4 separate regions of the Mus musculus genome follow, and regions 1, 2 and 4 are each linked to region 3. The links are chromatin contacts, called in public HiCAR-type, Micro-C and promoter capture Hi-C maps. All regions are on one chromosome and are shown on one strand. Each heading gives the region's core, a stretch centred on a gene start, on an enhancer-like site or on the middle of the called end of the contact. The rest is flanking DNA. Distances are from core to core; before and after follow the strand shown. Region 1 holds the start of Col4a2 (collagen, type IV, alpha 2). Region 2 holds the start of Irs2 (insulin receptor substrate 2). Region 3 holds the start of Tnfsf13b (tumor necrosis factor (ligand) superfamily, member 13b). Region 4 holds the start of E230013L22Rik (RIKEN cDNA E230013L22 gene).

Evidence for each region. Promoter capture Hi-C pulls out the DNA fragments that hold promoters and counts their contacts. Hi-C and Micro-C count contacts between places; a contact is called where the count stands out from the background. HiCAR-type assays count read pairs that join an accessible place to other places.
Region 1: a HiCAR-type map of astrocytes shows a contact between it and region 3, with 3 times the contacts expected there. The contact joins the promoter of Col4a2 here to the promoter of Tnfsf13b in region 3. A contact is called at or near these places in 3 of 39 promoter capture datasets (hippocampal neurons, liver and pre-B cells), 2 of 115 datasets of contacts at active chromatin or transcription factors (astrocytes and embryonic forebrain) and 2 of 9 other capture datasets (adipose tissue and liver).
Region 2: a Micro-C map of embryonic stem cells shows a contact between it and region 3, with 4 times the contacts expected there. The contact joins the promoter of Irs2 here to the promoter of Tnfsf13b in region 3. A contact is called at or near these places in 7 of 39 promoter capture datasets (the 3T3-L1 cell line, 3T3-L1-derived adipocytes, embryonic stem cells and 2 more), 1 of 484 Hi-C or Micro-C datasets (embryonic stem cells) and 5 of 115 datasets of contacts at active chromatin or transcription factors (T-cell acute lymphoblastic leukemia, embryonic forebrain, embryonic midbrain and 1 more).
Region 4: a promoter capture Hi-C map of embryonic stem cells shows a contact between it and region 3, with 5 times the contacts expected there. The contact joins the promoter of E230013L22Rik here to the promoter of Tnfsf13b in region 3. A contact is called at or near these places in 4 of 39 promoter capture datasets (embryonic stem cells, hippocampal neurons, liver and 1 more).

What each region holds. Positions count from the first base shown.
Region 1 is chr8:11,311,407-11,314,318 of GRCm38.p6, reverse strand. Col4a2 (collagen, type IV, alpha 2) reads right to left here and starts at 1,514. Exons shown (of 48, transcript NM_009932.4): 1 at 1,205-1,514; 2 at 812-900; 3 at 635-689. The coding sequence starts at 855. Col4a1 (collagen, type IV, alpha 1) reads left to right here and starts at 1,493. Exons shown (of 52, transcript NM_009931.2): 1 at 1,493-1,803. The coding sequence starts at 1,720.
Region 2 is chr8:11,007,319-11,010,321 of GRCm38.p6, reverse strand. It overlaps Irs2 (insulin receptor substrate 2), which reads left to right and starts at 1,393. Exons shown (of 2, transcript NM_001081212.2): 1 at 1,393-3,003. The coding sequence starts at 1,892. 9530052E02Rik (RIKEN cDNA 9530052E02 gene) reads right to left here and starts at 2,472. Exons shown (of 5, transcript NR_046017.1): 1 at 2,311-2,472.
Region 3 is chr8:10,005,306-10,008,005 of GRCm38.p6, reverse strand. Tnfsf13b (tumor necrosis factor (ligand) superfamily, member 13b) reads right to left here and starts at 1,373. Exons shown (of 7, transcript NM_033622.2): 1 at 846-1,373; 2 at 672-756. The coding sequence starts at 1,163.
Region 4 is chr8:11,476,335-11,479,354 of GRCm38.p6, reverse strand. E230013L22Rik (RIKEN cDNA E230013L22 gene) reads right to left here and starts at 1,426. Exons shown (of 2, transcript NR_126558.1): 1 at 672-1,426; 2 at 1-214. Rab20 (RAB20, member RAS oncogene family) reads left to right here and starts at 715. Exons shown (of 2, transcript NM_011227.2): 1 at 715-1,027. The coding sequence starts at 856.

The DNA of each region.
Region 1 (2,912 bases), core at 265-2,764, 1.3 Mb before region 3:
ACATTTAAAATGCGAGGGAGCCCCAGAGCATCTCTCCAGTTCAGTTCAAAGGCTGTTCTGGCAGGCCTGGTTTGGTCTTTCAAGGAGCAACAGGTACAGTAAACAAGTCACAGAAGCCAGGGACCACAGGCCTCCCTCTGGTCTGTGGCTCTTCAGGGCCTACTCAAGGTTTGGAAGAGACCGCGGTTTCTATCCCTTTGTCCCCGAACAACCTTAAAGCAGGAGGCTGTCTCCTCCTTGCCCCGCCCCTCCCCAGAGACTCATATTTAAGCAAGATGCTCTCTGCCCACCACAGTGCCTGGACACCACCTCTGAGTTTCTGGAAACTCTTTGCTCCCAGCCCCCTCTGTCCGTGCGCCTCGTGGCCTAGTGATAGACATTCTTCCCTTGCTGCTAAGGCCAAAGCTTGGCAGCAAAAGGTGCCTGAGGCTACGTTTTAATTATTAGCTCCCTAGAGAGGGCCGACTCCTGCACTGCACGGGACGAGCGGCTGGCAGACACAGTAGCACACACCTACAATGCACACGCACACTCAGGTGGGCTCGACGAGCCTGTCTTCCACGAGGCTCCGCGAGCGTCCCAACCCGTCACGGGCGCGGAACTCCAAGCGCCGTGGAGTTCAAGCGGTACTTACCCCCAAGACGCTCTGAGCCAGGAGTCCCACTGTCACAGTTGCTAGCAGCAGCCACCTGCACAGGAGAGGGAGGGAGGGTAAGAAAGCGACCAAAACATGCGGGCCCCAACTTGTCAACTCCTGAAATATGCATGCAAGGTCCCCTTCACCTAGGAGACCAGGCAGAAGGCGACTTACCCTCGCAGGGGAGGGCCAGACGCTTTGAACCGCACTCGGTCCATGATCCCAGTCTTTGAGCTCTAGACTCGGCTCGATCCCTTCCTAACCTGGAGGCAAGAGACAAAGCGGGTTAGCAAAGGTGGCAGGCAGAGAGAGCATCGTCATCTTAGCACCCTGACTCCGCATAATGTCCCTCGTTTCCTTGCGGGGTGACCAAAGTTCTGTCCCATCAGGAGACAGAAAAAGGGAGATTCTTCTCCGTAGGCCCTGCCTGGAGCTCCTCAGCCCATGCAGCGCGATCCCTATTCCCCCAGCTCCGATCCAACGGAGCGCGCAGCCTCAGCCTACTCCGGCGCTACAGGTCCGCGACTTGGGGCCTGGCTCTCTGTGCCTCCCGGGGGTCGCTCTCACCTCAGGGTCAGGAGCTGCTGCCCGCGCGCATGGGCCCCTGAAGAAGCGTTGGCCCGTGGCACACCGGCGGCCAGGCCGGCCTGGCTCTGCTCCGTGGGCGCCGGACTCTCGGCCCCGGCGTGCCTTGCTGGTGCTTGCCCGGGATTGGCGAGCCAAGGGGCTCGTGGAATCGGGGCGCGGGAGGAGCTGGGTGCGGAGCGCAGAGCCCCGGCGTTCGGACTCCCTGCGACACCAAGTCCCGAGCGGCGCGCAGCCTCCGCCTCTTACCCGCGCCGCAGGGTCCTCCCCTTGGAGACGCCGCCCGCGCACTGCCGAGGGGAGGGGGCAGCGCCAACAAATTGGGGAGCTCCTCGGGCGGCGCGCTCAGGTCTCTGCGCAGAGTCACCGCACCCGGGACGGTGAGCAGGGCTCACGCCCGGGCCCTCCGAGACTGAGCACCTCGCCGTGGCCCACGGGAACTGGGCTGCATTTCCCCGCCGTCTCTGCTGGTCCCCTGCCGCCCCGGGCGCGCCACCATGGGGCCCCGGCTCAGCGTCTGGCTTCTGCTGCTCTTCGCCGCCCTTCTGCTCCACGAGGAGCGCAGCCGAGCAGCTGCGAAGGTGAGTTCCCTGCGGGCTGCGCTCCCCAGCCTCCCTCCCTGCACCCCTGACGCCCCGCGAGGCCTCTTTGTCCAGCGCCTGGCGCAGTCAAGCCGCCTGGCCCTCGAGGGTACCGCGGGTGGCACGGCCAGGTGCATTCTTCCCCCGGGTCTCCCTCTCCTAGTCCCTGTGGGCAGCGATCGCACATCCATTACGGAACCTCCTTTGTTATACACTGGGTGCGGGAGAGTTAGGAAGGGACTGAAGCTTAGCGTGTACCACGGCGGGGTGAGGGTACCGAGGAGCCAGTGAGATTTGAACCCTCATCGCCAAGGCTCTCAGCGGCGGGGCGCGCGAGTGGGTCGGGGCTGGAAGGGTGGCCAGGCACACCCCACGCCACTCAGAGTCCTACACTCATGTGCAGGGGGAACCGCTTTGGGTGTGTTTCTGGTTGTTTGGAGACCGTGATGGTTGAGGCTGAACAGCTTTGGGCCGTTTGCCTGGAAACATCTGTATTTTTGCTTTCCCACGACTTTTGTGTAGCCTACGGCACGCTTGAGAACAGACGCGGGGCTCTTCTCCGCATCCTAAAAGTCTCTGCCTCGACTCTTGCCTTTTATGAGTGCGTGCCTGAAAATTATAACCACATTTAGACTTGAGTGTGAAACCAAAGCGAAACTCCGTCGCATTGTTCCCTGCGCAAATTGTTTTTTTTAAGTTTTTGTTTCCTCTGGTGCTGTGCTTGGCCAGGAGGGCGCTGGGAGATGTTTGCAAGAGCCAGACTTCCAGCTCTGGAGGAACCCGGCCAGACTTTCTGCCTTCGCCCCTAGAGAATACACTTCAGCTGCTGCTGCTGCTGTGACAGCCATGCAGGCCCAAAGGCCACAAGGTGTGGCCTCTCCACAGTTTGCCTTCCCCTCAAATGCCTAAAAAACGACGTTTGCTTCTCACCGAAGCTTCCAAGTTTTAAAAGAAACCGTTGCTTAATTGTGCATTTTCCTTTCCTTTTAAGAATTTCACCTCTTTCCTGCAGGAGCGATACTGATCAACTATGCTATAAATTATTAACTGTTACATACTAGAATAAACTGGTAACGTTACTAGGGGTTTTCTTAATTGGGTTTTGCCTC
Region 2 (3,003 bases), core at 144-2,643, 1.0 Mb before region 3:
GCACAAATTCATCATTAGGGTGTTTAAGGCACAGTTTACACAAAGGGTAAAGCATCTATGGTCTTCAGAATCACACTGTGCAATTATTTTTCTTAAACATGTCATTGTAATTGCTACAATGATTTGTAAATTATGCAGGGCATTCCACCGCGAACTTCCAGGACTCAGAACAAAATAACCAAGGTTAAATTGTAAGATAAACTCTGGTCCTGAATTGTTTCATTTAGATACTTTCTCCCTAGATGGGCAAGGGTTTGTTTTGTTTACGCATCCAGAGCAGGGTTCCAAGCCCGCCTTCCGTGAGCGCGGACCATTGCCCTTCCTAGCGGCCCTCACGCTGTCAGTTAGGAGAGAAGACATGCAGGTGCTTATTTGCCCTCGACTTTGAAAGTCACAAAGGCCACGTAGATAGAGAAATTCAAAGCAGCAGTTCAAGGGCATCTTTGGCTTGGCGCTGTGCCCGCGGCCGCGCTCCTAGGTTCGGCGACGCCCGCCCATAGCCCGGGTGCTGGGTGAACACGGTTTGGGGCGCGGGCCGGGAGCGGTGAGGGCGCGGGGCGTGGGGAGGACGCCCGCCAGCACTCGCTCCCAGCTCCCCGCTCCCGCCCAGGCCCGCCCTTTCCCGGCACTATGGAAACCGCATTTTCCTACGCCAGCACGCCCTCCTCCTCTCTCCTATTACATCCAGAACAGGCGACTTCCACTTCCCGGGAACCTGACAAGTGAATGGCTCTGATGACGCCCCGGAAAGAGCCCACGGCCGGGGGCGGACGCCTGCGGAGGGTGGGGCGGGTTCCGGGGCGCCCCTCGATCGGCTCGCCGCCGGGAAAAGGCACCGAGCTGCCATCGACCCGGAGCTCGCGGGCAACGATGCTCGTAAACAAGCCGGGCCGCGCGCCTGCCACCCACAGCGGGCACCGCCCTGCGCCGCGCGCCCACCCCGGCTGCTGGGGTCCGACCGCCGCCCCGCACCAGATCCGACCTCCCGCCCCCGTTCCCCCTCCGCGGCGGAAGCCTGGGGCCAGTTAGTGGGACGCGAGGCGGGAGCACAAACCCCGCACCCGCCTTCTCCACGGCGGGCTTCCCGCCTTGGGTGGCATCGCCCCCGCCCGCATCCACAACGAGCCCCTGATTAATGAGCCCGGCCCGGCCCCCGCCGAGCCCCGGCCCGGCCTCGGAGAGGGGGAGGGAGGGGACGGCGGGAAACGCAGCCCGGTGTCGGTCCGCCTCCCCCCCCCCCCCGTGCCTCACGCTCATTGGTCCGTCTCGCTGTCCGTCGGGGAACGCGGCGCCAATGCAGGGCTGCGGGGCGGGGCGTCCGCGCGAGTGTGCCTGCGTAACGCAGAGTCACGTGTTGTTTTGCTCTTAGTTCAGTCACTCGGTGCGCGATGTGTTACTCACTGTGCGGCGGGGACCGCGACAAGCCCGGGTCGTCGTTGGTGGCAGCAGCAGCAGCGGCAGCAACGGCAGCAGCGGCCCCAGTGGCAGTGTGGGCCCCGAGTGTCCGGACGCAGACCGTCGTCGCGCAGTGCAGAACGGTGGCAGCAGACGGGCCGCGCGCGTTCTAAGCTCGGCCCCGCGACTCGGGGACCCCGACTCTCGACCCAGCCAGCCAGTCCCCGGGCGCCGCCCGAGAGCCCGGGAAGCAGCGGCAGCGGACAGTCGAAGCGGGGGGGTGGCCATCGCCCGCACCGAGCATCCTTCGGAGCGGCGGAGGGCCCTGCGCCACCGAGCCGCGCGCGCCTCCTAGCCCACCGCCTGGGCCCGGGGGACGCGCGCGCGTGGCCGGGCGGCCGGGCGACGGGTGGCGGGGAGCCGCCCCCGCCCGCGCCCCTCGGCCCTCGCCATCCCCTGTTCGCCCAGCCGGGCAGAGAGACCTGAAGCGGCGGCGATGGCTAGCGCGCCCCTGCCTGGGCCCCCCGCGTCGGCGGGCGGGGACGGCCCGAACCTCAATAACAACAACAACAACAACAACCACAGCGTGCGCAAGTGCGGCTACCTGCGCAAGCAGAAGCACGGCCACAAGCGCTTTTTCGTGTTGCGCGGCCCCGGCACGGGCGGCGACGAGGCATCCGCGGCTGGGGGGTCGCCGCCGCAGCCTCCGCGGCTGGAGTACTACGAGAGCGAGAAGAAGTGGAGGAGCAAGGCGGGCGCGCCGAAGCGAGTGATCGCGCTCGACTGCTGTCTGAACATCAACAAGCGCGCGGACGCCAAGCACAAGTACCTGATCGCCCTCTACACCAAGGACGAGTACTTCGCTGTAGCGGCGGAGAACGAGCAGGAGCAGGAGGGCTGGTACCGCGCACTCACCGACTTGGTCAGCGAAGGCCGCTCTGGCGAGGGGGGCTCGGGCACCACCGGAGGCTCTTGCAGCGCCTCTCTCCCGGGCGTCCTGGGCGGCTCAGCGGGCGCCGCTGGCTGCGATGACAACTACGGGCTCGTGACACCCGCCACGGCCGTCTACCGCGAGGTGTGGCAGGTGAACCTGAAACCTAAGGGACTGGGCCAGAGCAAGAACCTGACTGGTGTATACCGCCTATGCCTGTCTGCGCGCACCATCGGCTTCGTGAAGCTCAATTGCGAACAGCCGTCGGTGACGCTGCAGCTTATGAACATTCGCCGCTGCGGCCACTCGGACAGCTTCTTCTTCATCGAGGTGGGCCGTTCGGCCGTCACCGGTCCCGGGGAGCTGTGGATGCAAGCCGACGACTCGGTGGTGGCGCAGAACATCCATGAGACCATCCTAGAAGCTATGAAGGCACTCAAAGAGCTCTTCGAGTTCCGGCCTCGCAGCAAGAGTCAGTCGTCCGGGTCGTCAGCCACGCATCCCATCAGCGTGCCGGGCGCGCGCCGCCACCACCACCTAGTCAACCTACCCCCTAGCCAGACCGGCCTGGTGCGCCGCTCGCGCACTGACAGCCTGGCGGCCACCCCCCCAGCAGCCAAGTGCACTTCGTGCCGGGTTCGTACGGCCAGCGAGGGCGACGGCGGCGCGGCAGGCGG
Region 3 (2,700 bases), core at 124-2,623:
TAAAAATTTTTTTATAAGAATAAAAAGGCAGTCAACATCAGGAGTGTGCTGAATTGTATTGTTAACAAACAAGTATTGCTTCTTTTTTTCCTCATGAAGCAAGAAGAAAAGTCCATTTCAGTAACTCCCAACTCTGCAAAACGCTGGGGAATGGACAACAACCACTGAAGCCACACCAGACTGATTACACGGAAATTATGTTGCATATGGAAAGGGTGCATTACAGTCTTTGCCATTTCTGTGTGTTTTGCAACTGCCCCCACAATGTGTGTGTGTGCGCGCGCGTGTGTTTAAAAAAAAAATTAGTAAAACCTCATAATGCAGGGTTTGTCCACATCTGAACTTGGCCAGAACATGGGAAATCTGAAAATGCTAGGGAATGGCTTCTTGTCTGGGATGCAGGCGGTCACGTGACTGCGGTGACAGGAAGAGCTCTGCGGCTAAGTCCTTGAGCACACATCAGTGCGAGAGATCCGTGCACCCTAGTCGTCTTGTCACCTCCCACAGGGATCCTCCTATCCATACACCCTGCTCAGTGTAGGGCAAGGCACGCCACGCAGCTTATTGCAATTGCTACAAAGCTACACAAAGTGCTTCGTTCACCGCGGCCGGGCGGCTTGCAGGTGTGCACAGCACAGCCCCAGCTCTTAACTGCTGTGCCCCAGCCGTACCTGTTTCCTCTGGTCCCTGGAAAGCGCGTCTGTTCCTGTGGCCGCGGCTGGAGTTGTGGGGTCGAGGAGCTGCCGGTGTCAGGAGCTAGGAAAAGAGACAACCAGTCCGTTACTGGACAGCTGTGGAGTGGCATACCTGGGGCTCCTGCACAGGCAGAGGAGGGGTGAACTCACTTTGACTCCAGCGGTCAACTCTGGAGCACCCGCGGCGGCTGGTGTTGCTGAACCTCGGTAGCTCTGCAGCTCCATGCGCAGGTTCATCAGGTCTGCTTGCAAGGCAGCCAACTGGTACAAGGACATCGCTGTGAAACTGCTGGACAACAGGGCCAGCAGGAGGGTAGCAGCCAGCAGCCTTCCATCCCTGCAGATCCCAAACCAGGCACCCTCCTCCTTCTGCGGAGTGATGGGATCATATCCCACTTTCATATCTTCTCCTTTCTCGGAGCAAAAACAGAGGCACGGTGGTGGCAGGGTCTTTGCAGACTCATCCATTCCACGAGGAGCACTTTGAAGGTCTAGGCCTTTGGAGTAAGTGACCACAGGGGTGGGTCATTTCCTGTCATCTGTGTCCTGGGAGACTGCCCTCAGAGCATGGCAGGGCTGGGTTCCCCCAGGAGCGCTCTCCTGACTTTCTTCTGCATCTTTTGCTACCCTGAAGTAGGTTCTCTGGCTCTGGCCTTCCATGGATTGCTCAATCTGCCTTCCGCATTTCACTTTCAGTTTTTGTAAGATGTTTCATTCTATCTCAATACAGTCCTGTTTGTGGGAGATGCGAGGCCTCTGACACGGCGGCTGGGGGGGGGGGCAGCTTGGGGTTCAGACTGACTCACTCCAGACAAGCTTATCGAAGGTGCTTTCCCTTCAGTGTGCTCTTAAGAACTGTCTACTTGGAGCCACATGGCTTCTAAGGAAGGGGAAAGGGGACACTGAAGGCCTAGTGGTGTAATAAACGATAATTAATGTACAAGTCAGATAAGCTCAGTGCTTGAGTCTGAACTGCATTTGGCTGCCGGACAAGGAAGCCAACAGCTCCCCAGTGGAAGATGAAATGGAGCGCCATAAAGCTGAGTGACTGAACTCCATCTGAACTCTGCTCTCGTCTTGGTGGGGCAACGAAGAGAACATGCTACAGCTCTATTTAAGGCCACACCGGGGGTGGGGGTGGGTGGGGGTGGGGTGGGGGAGCTTTAAATGTGGGGTGGATTACAGGGAAGCATGGCAGAGACTCAGTCCCCACCCCCACCCCGCTAGGAGCTGACACACAGTCTCCACATTGATGGCACTCGTTTCACAGGTATGGACACAGGATGTCCTCAGTCTGTGCCTGGGCTTGGTGACATGAAGGCACTGCTCCATTCATTTTAGTCTTTCCTGGTCTGGAAGGCTGGCTGGGAGCCTGGTACCTCAACATCCGTTTATCTTCAGTCAGCACAGGCCATTGAACACTTAGCCGAGACTCCATTTGTCTAAACCTCGGGCTGCTGAGCAGTGGTTTTGCCTCATGCTGCCTTCCCTCAGAAGCTTAGGAAGAAAATCTCAGAAACAAGGACACACAGCAGCAAGGATTCCAGAGGGAGGCTTCCCCACCACCCATCCAGCTTCTGCCCCTGGCCCTCCCTCATGAGACTTAATGGTAGGATTAGAATTCCACCACATGATAAGCTGAGACAGGAGGATTGTGGGTTCAGGGTTAGCCTGGGCTCCAGAGCAAAACCCGGCTTCAAAATCAAGCACATATCTCAGGTATGTGTTATTACCAAATCACATACAGAAATTAAATGACTCGAAGAAGTGCAAGACCAAAGGACGGCACCTTCTTCCTGTTCTGTATAATTATCCAGAGGGAATTATCTAGCTGGGCTATAAGATGCCCTTTGCCTTCTCTGCTCTATAAGGCAAAGAACTTCATGGCCAAACTCCTCAACTTAAAGCCCAGACCAATCTGAGTCCAGGTCATTTTAGAATAAGTGTCCAGTGTTGGTTCAGGTAGTGGTTGTCACTGTGCATCAATGGCCACTGCTTCTTCCAA
Region 4 (3,020 bases), core at 177-2,676, 1.5 Mb before region 3:
TGCACCGAGGAGGAGCGCTGGGCACAGGCTGGGAAGCGAAACAGAGCCAAGGGAGCCTGTGACTAGACAAACACCAGGTCCTGGGCCTCTCCGCGGCTACCCGGGCTTTTGGAGGAACTGGAGCGTCCGAAGGAAGGCGCTCTGGAACTTTCACCTTAGGACCCAGGTCCTAGGCTCCAAACTTGGCGACATACAGGCTTTCAAAGGGTGGGGACTGTAAAAAAAAAAAAAAAAAGCGGTACTGTAGCCCTGCTAGAGTCAGGGGTGCGGGAAGAGGGAGGCTGGCGTGGGTTGGGCCAGTGGAGAGGGGTTCCAGGAAAGGGCTGGCTGGGCTGGAGAAGGGCTTGGAGAAGGTATGGGAAGGAGCTGGGGCGGGAGGTAGGGGCCAGGGCTCTGGGAAGGGCAGAAAAATAAAGGAGGAACGGAGTTTGGGATTATAGGGACGGACGCAGGACGGTCCTTGAGGGAGGGGGAATGGGAAAGAATGGGGAGGGGTGGGCGTGGGGCTGAGATTTAGCAGGCAGAGAAAGGGAATTTGGGGAAGGAGAGATAGGGAGTAATAGGAACGAGGCAGGGGTGATGGGGAGTGTGGAAGGGGCTTGGGAGAAGACTGGGGGCGGGGCCTAGGCGGACCAGGGGGCGTGGGGTGGGCGTGGCGGCCGGGCACCCACGTGGTCGCAGGGCTGCGTTCACACTCCGGTACAGAGCTGTGGCGCGCTTCCTCTTTGGCACTTCATCGAGTTCGGATCTCAGGCCAGGGCCACTAGAGTTCGGGGTCCCTGGAGGCCGGGGTCCGCGTCCCCTGGCATCCTGGGCGGGTGACCGAGAAGCGCAGGGGTCATCTCCTCCGCGGCTATGCGGAAGCCGGATGGGAAGATCGTACTGCTGGGGGACATGAACGTGGGTAAAACGTCGCTGCTGCAGCGCTACATGGAGCGTCGCTTCCCGGACACGGTCAGCACCGTGGGCGGCGCCTTCTACCTGAAGCAGTGGCGTTCCTTCAACATCTCCATATGGGACACCGCAGGTGAGGGCGGCGCCGCCGGGACAGGCGGGCTTCGGGGCTCTGCGGGGTCGAGGAGTCGTCTGTGGGCAGCCGCGGGGTCTCCACTTTGGGCTGTGACATTCATTGCACCTCTGTTCCCACTTGCCTTGCTTTGCCGATTGAGAAAATCTCCAGTTCAGCAGCACTCTGTGCGTCTTCGCGAAGATTCGGGTTATCCTGGGAGAGATCTCCGATCAGTACGACTCTCGCTTCTTAGGTGCTTTAATGTCCCCCTCAGGGTGCCCTCCTTTGGTGTACAAAGCAGCCTTGGGAGTTGAGCACCGCTGCTATTACCGACTTCTTTATGAACGAGGAAACTGAGTCAGAGAGCGTTGGACCACTCTGCTGGATGTAAGGCGACTGGGAAGTAGAGTTGGAATCGCCCAGCCTCCTCGACTCACGGTTATTTACCCAGTGCCGAGTCTTGGCTGGTGCGCAAGTCACGTGAGTGGAATAGCTTCCTGTACTGGCATTTTTAAGATAGGTAGTGAATTATTTTTAGTGCGTGTACAACTTCGTCTTGGACTTTCCCGATTAATTTGCTTCTGTCTTCTCCCTTTTCCATGATAAAGAAATAAGATACTTTAAGTGAAACAAACGAACCCGGAAATAGTATGGTATAGTTTCAGGGAGAGAGGTTTCCAATGTATGAAACTCCCAAGTTCTGACTTTTTATGTTGTGTAAAGTGTGGTGGCGCACGCCTTTAATCCCAGCACTTGGGAGGCAGAGGCAGGAGGATTTCTGAGTTCGAGGCCACCCTGGTCTACAGAGTGAGTTCCAGGACAGCCAGGGCTATACAGAGAAACCCGTCTTGAAAAACCAAAAAAGAGTGATGTACTCAAAAGCCTCGCTCCTAATCCCTGACTCCTTGTCTTGCGCGTATCAATCTGTTGGCTATGTAATACATTCTGATCAAGCTGAGTTAGTGAAGGTCTGGGGAGCTTCCCTCCCTCCTCTGTCTTCCCCGTTCCTTACTTAGCCACCGTGGGAAATGGACTGATTTCTACTTTCCCTGTCTTTCCTTTGGCTCTGGTCTTTACTCCGCGTTGCAGGCAGAGCCTCCGAGTTTTCTCAGGCTGTCTACCTGCCACTGAGCACTCATGAATGCAATATCTCAGAGTCAAGACTAGTCAGACTCTGGACTCCTTTTCCAGCCTCCGACAGAGCTCCGCCTCTACGCTTGGCTTAAATGGCTTGCCTGCTGCTCTGGGTTTGTAAGAGGAGAAAGCAGAATTGGTCAGCTTTCCCCACACCTCTTAATGTTTCTGGAGTAGCGATAGATGTGTGGCCGACACAGCACAGGGTAACTGTGTCCCCGCTAGCTGTTTCAATTTGGTGGGTGGAGCCACTTTCTTCGTCAAGGCCGAGGATATGATGAATCCGGAATGTTGGTCAGCAGGGGATTTTGTAACACTGCCTGAGAACTTGCTGATTCCCTCTGTGGGGGCGGGAGCCGTTCAACTCATTTCCAGGCCTCCTCGGCTGCTTTTGTGTTCCTGGAAGCCTAAGTGTGAAGGCAGATGACGGGAGCCTTGCCGGGTGGCCAGGCCCCCTCTTCACATTCTTGATGTCTGTGTACACATGCTCAGGGGAACAAGGTACAGAGTCAACAGTGGTCCATATCACCAACTTTGTGCCTGCTTTGCTGGGCTGCCAGTCGCCTGGAGGGAGCAGAGAAGACGGGTTAATATTGTTCGGGATTCTGTGTGGAACATCTACCCTAAAGGGTTACCTTTTCCTGCATTGTGTACTGTTTAAAATCCCTGCCCTCTCCCCAATTGACCCTTTAGCATAGCAAACCAAAACCAGCTTGCCGCGACAGGCAGGTTGGGGGGAGGGGTGGCAGGCACACACCTGTGAGGGCTTTGGGACGTGCAGTAGTCAGAGCCATAGCACTTGGTTAGTTTGTGTTTGACTCTTGACAAAGTTAAAGCCAAGCCGGGCGTGGTGACGCACGCCTTTAATCCCAGCACT